2 separate regions of the Mus musculus genome follow, and region 1 is linked to region 2. A link is a contact called in public HiChIP or PLAC-seq data. All regions are on one chromosome and are shown on one strand. The core of a region is the stretch at or near the end of the contact, and the rest is flanking DNA. Distances in the headings are between cores, read along the strand shown.

The links. HiChIP or PLAC-seq counts read pairs in DNA pulled down with a chosen protein or histone mark.
Region 1: an HNF4G HiChIP or PLAC-seq map of pancreatic cancer cells shows a contact between it and region 2. The contact joins the promoter of A430046D13Rik here to the enhancer-like site in region 2. A contact is called at or near these places in 2 of 39 promoter capture datasets (embryonic stem cells and hippocampal neurons), 4 of 115 datasets of contacts at active chromatin or transcription factors (embryonic forebrain, forebrain, pancreatic cancer cells and 1 more) and 1 of 9 other capture datasets (macrophages).

Annotation. Positions count from the first base shown.
Region 1 is chr10:128,495,829-128,501,274 of GRCm38.p6, reverse strand. It overlaps A430046D13Rik (Riken cDNA A430046D13 gene), which reads right to left and starts at 2,028. Exons shown (of 2, transcript NR_131151.1): 1 at 1,749-2,028. Myl6b (myosin, light polypeptide 6B) reads left to right here and starts at 2,590. Exons shown (of 7, transcript NM_172259.1): 1 at 2,590-2,647; 2 at 3,858-4,074; 3 at 4,634-4,661; 4 at 4,879-5,022. The coding sequence starts at 3,904.
Region 2 is chr10:127,573,638-127,578,794 of GRCm38.p6, reverse strand. It overlaps Lrp1 (low density lipoprotein receptor-related protein 1), which reads left to right. Exons shown (of 89, transcript NM_008512.2): 21 at 81-263; 22 at 607-807; 23 at 1,740-1,985; 24 at 2,158-2,355; 25 at 3,307-3,511; 26 at 3,677-3,841; 27 at 4,284-4,528; 28 at 4,692-4,823. Among named protein-coding and RNA genes, the nearest start is that of Gm16217, 20 kb to the left of the region's middle. Within about 2 kb of position 2,289, at least 44 of the 459 cell types and tissues checked have an H3K27ac peak or open chromatin away from gene starts, as enhancers often do. A contact at or near this core is called in pancreatic cancer cells, where this site is marked.

The DNA of each region.
Region 1 (5,446 bases), core at 779-3,278, 920 kb before region 2:
CAGCACACTTATCTTTGCTATCAATTTTTTTTTTTCTGTTGACTTAGAAAGTTAATGTCCGAGCTGCTGAGATGGCTCAGTGGTTAAGGGCACTGACTGCTCTTCCAAAGGTCCTGAGTTCAAATCCCAGCAACCATATGGTGGCTCACAACCATCTGTAATGGGATCTGACTCCCTCTTCTGGAGTGTCTGAAGACAGTGACAGTGTACTCACATATAATAAATAAATAAATAAATCTTAAGAAAAAAAAAGAAAAAGAAAGTTAATGTCCAGCTGGGCAGTGGTGGCGCACGCCTTTAATCCCCACACTCGGGAGGCAGAGGCAGGCAGGTCTCTAAGTTTGTGGCTGGCCTGGTTCTCTGAGGGAATTTGAGGCCAGCCTGGTCTACAGAGCGAGCCCAGGACAGGTGGGTGTACTGAGAGTTCTGGTTTCTTTAAAACCCCCTCATGTTATGTGCTTTTGTTTTAAGCCCAAGTGTGGGATATGGGGCTTCTTCAGTTTGTCCTCAGCCACTATGATTGTCTTGTGCTCCAAGAGGGGCATGGTTTTGCCATCTGCAGATAGTTTAATTCTAGAGACTCTGGAGAGGATATTAATACAAGGGCCCCTAGAAGGCCTACGGCAGCTGCTCCCCTTGCTGTTGCTGGGATGCTGACTTGCCCCTGGGAACACCACAACCTAACCAAGGAAGAAGCCTGTGGAGGTCTTCGTCCTCTTTCCTCTGTAGCCTTTCTCTCCTACCTCATGTTGTATTGGGGCGGGGGGGAGGGTTAGAAGGGAGAGAATAGTATAAGAACTCTCAATAAAATAGATAAAAAAGACAAAAGTCAACAGCCAAGCCTATGCAGAGAAACCTTGTCTCAAAATAAAAATAAAACAAACACAAAATCTAGTTGTATAGGGTGAACCCACAATTATTCAAGTTTCTGAAGTGATACACTGCTGTGTGATTATCACCACTTCTTTCCTTTCAGGGCTACGAGGGTAGAGCGCTTGCCTGGCATGCAGAAAGCTCTGGGTTAGACCCCAAGAACCTTAGAACACAGAGTAACAGGGAGGCAGGGCAGGCTAGCCAGTGCAGCAGCAGACTGAGGCCATTGAAAAACGTAAACAAAAAAGTCACACCGGACCACATATCTATTAAGATAAAACACAGCCAGGCATGGTGGCACATACCTTTAATCCCAGCACTCGGGAGGCAGAGGCAGGTGGATTTCTGAGTTCGAGGCCAGCCTGGTCTACAAAGTGAGTTCCAGGACAGCCATGGCTATACAGAGAAACCCTGTCTCAAAAAACCAAAAAAACAAAAAACAAAACAAACAAACAAACAAACAAACCAGGGGGGGTGGGAATCCTTTTTAATGGTGATGGAGACTGAACCCAGAACCTGAACGGTTGTAGACAATTGTTCTGCCAGCCAGCTCTAACTTCAGCCCTTATTCACTGTTGTTTTGAGTCTCACTGTATAGCCCAGGCTCGTTTGTCCCCCCCCCCCCCTCACCCCCCGACTTGGGATTACATTTGTGTTATCACCAAGACTGCTTTCTTGTTCTTGCTTTCTAGTTTAAGACAAGCTCTCAGGCGTCCCTTCCCTTTCTGCTCTGAAACTGGATCTTATGTAGCTCAGGCTGGCCCGAAGTCCCTACGTCCCAAAGACATCTGATTCTTCCTGTCTCCACCTCCTGAGTGCTGGGACCCAGAGCTTTGTGCAACCAACTGTGCTACATCCCTTGCACCCGTACAGACCTTTTTACTCAAGCTTTTTCCAGCCGGGGAATGTCCGTTTCAGGGTACAAAATTGGCTTGTGCCTCATTCTTCCTATGGCGCCGCTGGGAGTCTTCTACCCTGAGCTATTTCTGGTCCACTTGCTTGCACAAGCTCTAGTATGAGGCGCGCCGCCAGAGTTATTTATTCGTCTGTTTCGGGACGGTGGGCCGGTTCCCTCTCTGCACTCAGACATTTGCTAAACTCCAGGGAGAAAGTGCAAATACTCAGGCTGGGCAATGGTGTCGGAAAGGTAAAGAAGGACTGCAGAGCCCAGCGTTGCATTTGTTGGGTATCTCGGGGGGGGGAGACCGCGGTGCATTGGCGGCCTCAGCAGACGCCTCCACAAGGAGGAGAGTGGAAGCAGATGGCCAGGCTAAATTGTAAATCTTAACATCTACTTCAGTCAGTCTTTCGACCACTATCAAATGTGAAATAAATAAATAAATAAATAAATAAATAAATAAATAAATAAATAAAACGCAAAACTCTGCCAAGTTACACCATTCCGCAGCTAACAGCCTGAGGAAGCCCCCGCTGCCGCCCCGCCCACCGCCCGGCCCCTCCCACCGCCCGGGCCGGCCCCGCCCCTAGCCTTGCGGGCGTCTGTGGGTCTGCAGCCGCAGGGTCATGGGTGGGGACAGCTCAGGCCCTTTCAATTCCGGAACCGGCGCACGCCTCAGGACCTGAGTCACCAACTGTCACCAGGGGCCGGAAGTCACCACCAACTCTCACGGCTGGGAAAAGGTTTCCTGTGAGCCTGCGGGTGCTCGCGGACTACGACTCCCAGCATGCTCTGCGGCAGCCGCACTTAACCCTTCAGGGACAGGAGCTGCCCTGAGTCCCGCCCCCCACCTGCCCCTTCCTCGGACCCGGCAAGGTGAGTTTTGAGGGGCTGGGAGGGTCTTTTTCCTCTCTAGGGCTTAGGAGTGAGTGAAAGTGAGGGAAACGGGCGTTTTGTTTAGGAAGGATTCTTTATTTTCCAAAAATGGGACAATTTGCAGTAAAAAGATTCTGACGCCCTTTTGCAAATGGGAGACCCACTGCTACTCTGCGAACTCCAGGGCCTAAGTGGAATGACCAGTCTCTCAGAATGCCATGTAATTCTTCTTTATCCAAGAACAGAGTAGCCAGAACCTCCTAGCTCCCAAACATCATCTTTTCCCTTCATCAGCGCTTCCAGCAAGGTTTGTGACTCAAAGCTCAGCTAAGGTTTTTGATGTGATCCTGACCAATGGTGTGTCCGTGTGGATACCTATGAACTCCTTTGGAGGTCCTGTAACCTTTTGGGTTATTAGGGGGCTCTTTGTCTCCCAGGGCCCCCTCCATGTGTGTGTGTGTGTGTGTGTTCCCTCCATGCTCACTAGGCATTATAGCCTTTTGTTTGATTTGAATAACATTGTCTTGTTGAAAAATGTTCCTTCTTTGGAATTATGTGTGACAGATGTTAAGCCTTGCCTACACTGGAACCCCTAAACCAACATTAGGTATAGAAGTCAGTGGGTAATAACACGCTCGAGTTACTGTGCATAGTTTAAGGTTGGGGGTAGGTGGGGGCCCAGGGATTACAAGTTCTAAGGATACGGGAAAAGACAGAAGGGAGTGCAAAGGCCTCCTCTCACCTTTTACTGTTTCCAGAACAGATTTTAAAACTTCCCACCTGATACCAGCCCCCCACCCCTCTACCCCGACTCCACCCCAAGCCCTTGCTTTGCTTGGGCTTTCCCACGGTCTAAAACTAATGCAAGTTTTTGTTTGTTTTTCTACTTTAGTTTTCTTCTTTCTCCCCTTAGCTCCTATCTCAGAATCACTGGCAAACATCCTATCTTCACCCTGGAGGTTAACAATCCCTATTCTGACAGGTCTCGTGTTTCTTCTCTGTACCCTTAAAGAAAACATTCTATTCAGCTGTAGGAGAGTGGTATCAGAGGGAAGAAAACTTTGGGGGCAGGAGTCCTGAACCATAGGAGGCCAGGGGAGTGAGGGCAGACAGGCATAAGTCTCTTCCCCCTCACCCTTGCCAACTGGCTCCCTGTCCCTGCTGCTGCCCCCGCCCCTTGACATCCCAGACTCCCTGCCTATTTAAACAGAGATGGGTGCCCCCATCAGCACATTGTTCTTTGGCCACCTGACATCATGCCTCCCAAGAAGGATGCTCCCGTGAAGAAACCAGCAGGGCCCTCCATCTCTAAGCCTGCTGCCAAGTCTACACCAGGGACCCCTCTAGCCAAGGCCAAGGCTGAGCCGGCTGCCCCCCAGGCACCTGCAAAATCCCAGGAGCCCCCTGTTGATCTCTCCAAAGTGGTGGTGAGTCCTGGGGAAGTGTGAATCTGGAAGGGATAGTTCAGAGATGCGGTGCAGCCTTGGGTATCCGGGAATATGTGGAAAGGATAGGGAATGAATGAACGCTGGAATGAGGTTGGGGCTCCCAGGTCAGGCCAGTTTCCGAAGTGAAGGGAGAGGGGTGCTGTCTGCCTCTGGCTCTTCTGTTCAACTCAGAAGGCTACATCTCTGAACCCCAGGAGGGGAGACTGAAGAGGGCAGGCTTGTTAGACAATCACAGCTGGGGGCAGGGGTAAATTTAGCCTTTGTTCAGCCCCCAGTTATGTGAGGGATGCAGGACTCGGGGTAGCAGGAGGGAAGGGAACAGGTGGCATGGGATTAACCCTGTTCCCAAGAAACCCTCCCCCTGTAATTCCTCTTGGGATTCTCCCAAGGCCCAGAGCTGGGGACAGGACTGAAGTGGCCCGGCTCCCCGCCTTCATCCCTTTGGGTCCCTCCCCAGAAGTGGCTGCCAGTTGGTTGTGATAGAGAGGGACTGAATAAGCCCTGTCATCTCCTCACCTGCCCTTTTTGTCCCCTACAGATCGAGTTTAACAAGGACCAGCTGGAGGGTGAGGAGAAGCCCATTTCCTAAGCCCCATTGTCAAACCCCAAACTCCTGGTCAGATTCTCTGTTCTAACGACAGTCCTGACCTTGAAACCTCCCACACTTGTCCTGTTCTCCTCCCTCCCATGCCTGGCTCTAGCACATGAATTTCTGAAGCAAACCTCCCTCTCTCTGTTGGTGATGGGGATCCTTGGTCACACTGCCTTCTCCTTACATCTCAGAATTCAGAGAGGCCTTTGAGCTGTTTGACCGAGTAGGTGATGGCAAGATCCTGTACAGCCAGTGTGGGGACCTGATGAGGGCCCTGGGCCAGAACCCTACCAACGCCGAGGTGCTCAAGGTCCTGGGGAACCCCAAAAACGAGGGTGAGAGGAGCCTTGAGTTTTGTGGGGGTTTCTGTTTTCTTCTTGGTGTTGAACGTTGAATACAGGGTTCTGCCTGGGCCATTGAGCTACATTTCTAGCCAGCAACTTTCTCTTCTTCCTCTTTTTCTTCTCTCTCTCTCTCTCTTTCTTTCAAGATAGGATTTCAGTATCCCAGCCAAGAATGACCTTACATTCTGATTCTCCTATCTCCACCTCTTGCTACTGCCCACTAGAGTGGTGGGATTACTCCAGTTTATGTAGTGCTGGGTTGAATCCAGGGCCTCAGGCAAGCCAGGCAAGCCCTTATTACAGAGGTACTGTTTTTTTTTACTTTTTGAGACAGGTGCTCACCAAATTACTCAGGTTGGCCAGGGACCTACAGTTCTATCCCAGCAGCCCCAATCCCCAGTTTTCTTTTTCTTTT
Region 2 (5,157 bases), core at 1,040-3,539:
AAGCAGAGGTAGTGGCAGAGATCTGTCCAGGGTGCCTCTCCCTCCTGATGCACACCCCACCCCCCGCCCTTGTCCTCCAGCTACAAGACCTCCTGGTGGCTGCCACTCGGATGAGTTCCAGTGCCGCCTAGATGGCCTGTGCATCCCCCTGAGGTGGCGCTGCGACGGGGACACCGACTGCATGGATTCCAGCGATGAGAAGAGCTGTGAGGGCGTGACCCATGTTTGTGACCCGAATGTCAAGTTTGGCTGCAAGGACTCCGGTGAGAGGGGGCAGAGCAGGGCGGGGAGCTTCATGAGTAGGAGGAGGCCATCTTGAGGATGTAACAGTGGCTTGGTGTTATGTAGAGGAAAGGGCAAGAAAGAGCCAGAGTCTGTATGAAAGACCCCGGGAACCCAAACCCTGGCCAGAATCGAGCACCGGCACCTTCTGCAGGTTCTGCACCTTCTTCGTTAGCTGTGTGGGTTTGACAGAAAAGGTTTCAAGGTTTACAGTGGGCTCCTAAGCACTTCAGTGAAGACATTCTTAGCTGGGTCTGGGCAGGGCACAGTGAGTTCCACTCTCCAGGCCTGGTTCCTCATTCTGTCCCCATCCTGGTCCCTCAGCCCGGTGCATCAGCAAGGCGTGGGTGTGTGATGGCGACAGCGACTGTGAAGATAACTCCGACGAGGAGAACTGTGAGGCCCTGGCCTGCAGGCCACCCTCCCATCCCTGCGCCAACAACACCTCTGTCTGCCTGCCTCCTGACAAGCTGTGCGACGGCAAGGATGACTGTGGAGACGGCTCGGATGAGGGCGAGCTCTGTGGTGAGGCGCCCATGCAGGGCCTGGGGTTGCCCAGCAGTGGGGAGAGGGGAGGTCTTGTCCAGGGTAGGACTATAGGAAATGATCTGGGGCAGAGGAGGCACTGACCTAGGACTTGCCTTGGCCCTGCCTGAGGTGACAACTCCTGTAACAATTACTTTACAAAGTGGCCCAGGTAGACAGCCACTGTCTGCCACCAACTGAGGAAGAAGAAGCACAGAGCCCTTAAATAAACTAATCCAGGGCCATCCCACTCTGAAGGCAGGGCAGGGAGGGAGCCGTTAAGACTCCTGACCTGGGTCAGACACCCTCAGTCAGACCACTGAAAAGGGAGGCCAGGCTGGGGGTGAGGCACAGGGTTGAGGCATGATTTGAGCTGACTTCTGGAGGAGGGAATTTAACTGGGTTCCCGGAAATGGGCAACGTGTGCAGAATGAGTGAGGAGGGTCGAGGAGATCTGAGCAAACCACACCGTCCCAGAACAAACAAGTCATCTGACTTCTGGGAAAGAGGAGTGAAGGGTACAGCCATCTGAGGCTGGCCCAGAAATTGCCACCGTGGGGCGTGTTGGGAAGGTCAGGGCATTCCCCTCTGCACCCTGCCCTGTGTCACACGTGAATCGGGAGGGATCAAAGAAAGGGCCTTGACCTGAGTATCCTCCCAAAGAGGAGGCAAAATGCCCAGGTCCCAGCCATCGACGTGAGGGCATCGAGAGCACACAGGGGTAAGGAAAAAGGATGATGGTCCTGGGTGTCAGGTTCTAGTGTCCCAATCCTGATCCTAAGAGAGACTGGGAAGGAGACAGAGGCTCAGCAGGGCTGAGCTGTGGTTAGGGCTCCGGGGCTCAGAACAGGATAAAAAAAAATGTGAAGGCCTGGCAGGGCCATGTCCTGCTTCCTCCCAGATCTTGACCCTATCTCTTTCCTGTCCCCCAGACCAGTGTTCTCTGAATAATGGTGGCTGTAGTCACAACTGCTCAGTGGCCCCTGGTGAAGGCATCGTGTGCTCTTGCCCTCTGGGCATGGAGCTGGGCTCTGACAACCACACCTGCCAGATCCAGAGCTACTGTGCCAAGCACCTCAAATGCAGCCAGAAGTGTGACCAGAACAAGTTCAGTGTGAAGTGCTCCTGCTACGAGGGCTGGGTCTTGGAGCCTGACGGGGAAAGCTGCCGCAGTCTGGGTAAGACGCAGTGGGGTCAAGGTGAGCCAGCCAAGCAGGCCTGGTCACGCGCCTGAGCTACAGTGGGCTGAAGGCCAGGGCTAGCAGGGACGCTGTATGTATATCCCAGGACAGGGTGGCACAGTGAGTGGCTCTAAGCCCTTCGCTGACCTGAACACTTGCCTCCCTCCAGATCCCTTCAAACCGTTCATCATCTTCTCCAACCGCCACGAGATCAGGCGCATTGACCTTCACAAGGGGGACTACAGCGTCCTAGTGCCTGGCCTGCGCAACACTATTGCCCTGGACTTCCACCTCAGCCAGAGTGCCCTCTACTGGACCGACGTGGTAGAGGACAAGATCTACCGTGGGAAACTCCTGGACAACGGAGGTGACTCTTTGGGCCTGGGAGAGTTGCCAGGATTGTACACAGATGGCACTTGGGTACTCAGGGTCACGGGCCCAGATTCAGGTGGCCCCGGAGCTGAGGCTTCGGCTGCCCATCCCCCGTGTGCCCCCCCTCCCCCAGTTAATTGGGTTGGATTTTGCTGTGGGTCTCAGAGCCTGATGCCCCGTAATTATCGTAAGCATTGCTGCTGCCTGATAATTAACAAAATGATCACCCTTTCTTTGGAACGGCCTGAAGCCTGGTTCCCCAGTCTTGGAATTTTGGGCTTAGAAGGAAAATGCCATGTAGGGATGGACCACCTCTGTCTCGGGGTAGCCTGAGCTACACAGGCTCAGTATTAAGCATCTATTGCGCTGGATACAGCAGTGATCAAGACAGATAGTTTTAAGTTGTGTGTCAGGGAGGGTCCCTGAGCAGAGGCAAGCAAGAGACATGTTTTAATAGAGGAGTTTGTGTTGTTTATTATAAAAGAAACTTGGAAACATCTCAAATGTCCGTCCTCAGGAGAATAGTTACGTAAACTGAGCTGTCGTCACATGACAGTTTCTAAAATAATAAGACACACGGACACATTAGTGTAGAGTGTCTTCAGGACATTCAATGGGTAGTTTCTAGCACGTTCCATCATCCTTATAGTATGTCCAAACATGTTCCCAGAAGCTTCCATCAGCCCTGACCTCCTTGCCCAGGTTACCCCACCTCAGAACAGTACATACTCAAAGTGGCTGACCTCACCCCCTCCTCCAAGAGCCCCCTTTCCCACCTACCTCCCAGGAGGAAAGAGGCCTGGGAGAGGAGAGTGGGAGCCAGGCCCTTCAGCTCTCTGGGCAGAGGTGTCAGGGTGAAGGTGGATCATTGAGGGACCCTGAGATCCATGCCTTCGCCAAGCCCCGGCCCAGGAGTCTCTAACCACCTGCAACCTTCTCTTCCTAGCCCTGACCAGCTTTGAGGTGGTGATTCAGTATGGCTTGGCCACACCAGAGGGCCTGGCTGTAGATTGGATTGCAGGCAACATCTACTGGGTGGAGAGCAACCTGGACCAGATCGAAGTGGCCAAGCTGGACGGAACCCTCCGAACCACTCTGCTGGCGGGTGACATTGAGCACCCGAGGGCCATCGCTCTGGACCCTCGGGATGGGTAAGGACTCTGCCCCACCCCCACCCCCTACCCACCCCCGCTCCGTAGCTCTGTGTTCAGCCTGGCCAGGGACACCTGTCTTCTTGGTACTGTTGACTCCCCCAGCTTATCTGTTGTGTGACCACCCCATCTTTGGCCCTCCTCCCTTCCTCCCTCCCTCCCTAGGATTCTGTTTTGGACAGACTGGGATGCCAGCCTGCCACGAATCGAGGCTGCGTCCATGAGTGGGGCTGGCCGCCGAACCATCCACCGGGAGACAGGCTCTGGGGGCTGGCCCAACGGGCTCACCGTGGATTACCTGGAGAAGCGCATCCTCTGGATTGATGCTAGGTCAGCAGCATCCGGGCAGGGGAGGGACAGGACCAGCATGAAGAAAGATGAAGCCAAGAGGAGGATGGGGGGAGGGGAACTGACAGATGAGAAGGAGCAGGGTTGTAACCTGCAGTCATCCATCTACCCTCCGCTCTTCTCATACCCCGTGTCCTCTGCTGAGGGCTCTGCCTGCCCAGGGCAAAGAGAAGGTGCCTTTTCCTAACTCACCCTGGAGCTCCAAACGCCAACTGTAGCCCTGGGAAGGAAATCTAGAAGATTCCCTTGGGGAGGGCATAAGGCTAGGATCCCAACCCATGCAACCTTGCTTTCTCTCTTCAGTCCCAGGCAGGACTTGGGAAGGGGAGTTCCCTGGTGTGTTGAGTTGTGAGGATGAGGGAAGGTGGGCACCTGGCAGGGCACCTTGCTGAGACCCCCACTGACCCCTCCATTACACCCTCAGGTCAGATGCCATCTATTCAGCCCGGTATGACGGCTCCGGCCACATGGAGGTGCTTCGGGGACACGAGTTCCTGTCACACCCATTTGCCGTGACACTGTACGGTGGGGAGGTGTACTGGACCGACTGGCGAACAAATACACTGGCTAAGGCCAACAAGTGGACTGGCCACAACGTCACCGTGGTACAGAGGACCAACACCCAGCCCTTCGACCTGCAGGTGTATCACCCTTCCCGGCAGCCCATGGGTAAGGGGCCTTCAGGCGACTGAAGAGGAGCCACCAGCCCTTGGATGGGCGTGGGGGAGGTGCTGGGATAATGGGGTGTGAGGAGGGGATGAGACCTGGGTGAGAAGGGCCAGGGAGGGATCAACACATCCCAGGATGCTCTTGCTTCCTCTCTCTGGGCCAGCTCCAAACCCATGTGAGGCCAATGGCGGCCGGGGCCCCTGTTCCCATCTGTGCCTCATCAACTACAACCGGACCGTCTCCTGCGCCTGTCCCCACCTCATGAAGCTGCACAAGGACAACACCACCTGCTATGGTAGGAAGCCATCTCCTCCTCTAACAGTTACGGGTAAACTGAGGCTGAAGGAGAGGTCCCTGCTGTTAAGCAAAGGAATGACTGGAAGGAGGGGCTCTGAAAACTTGCTAGCGCTGGAGGAAAGAGCCACAACTGCCAAGATCTGACACAGTCTCTTCACAGTTCTCAACCTGTGGGTCTCGACCCCTTTGGGGGTATCAAGTGACCCTTTCACAGGGGTCACATACCAGATATCTTACTATTCATAAGTATAGCAAAACTACAGTTATGAAGTAGCAATGAAAATAATTTTATGGCTGGAGGCTACAGCATGAGGAAGGGTCACAGCGTTAGG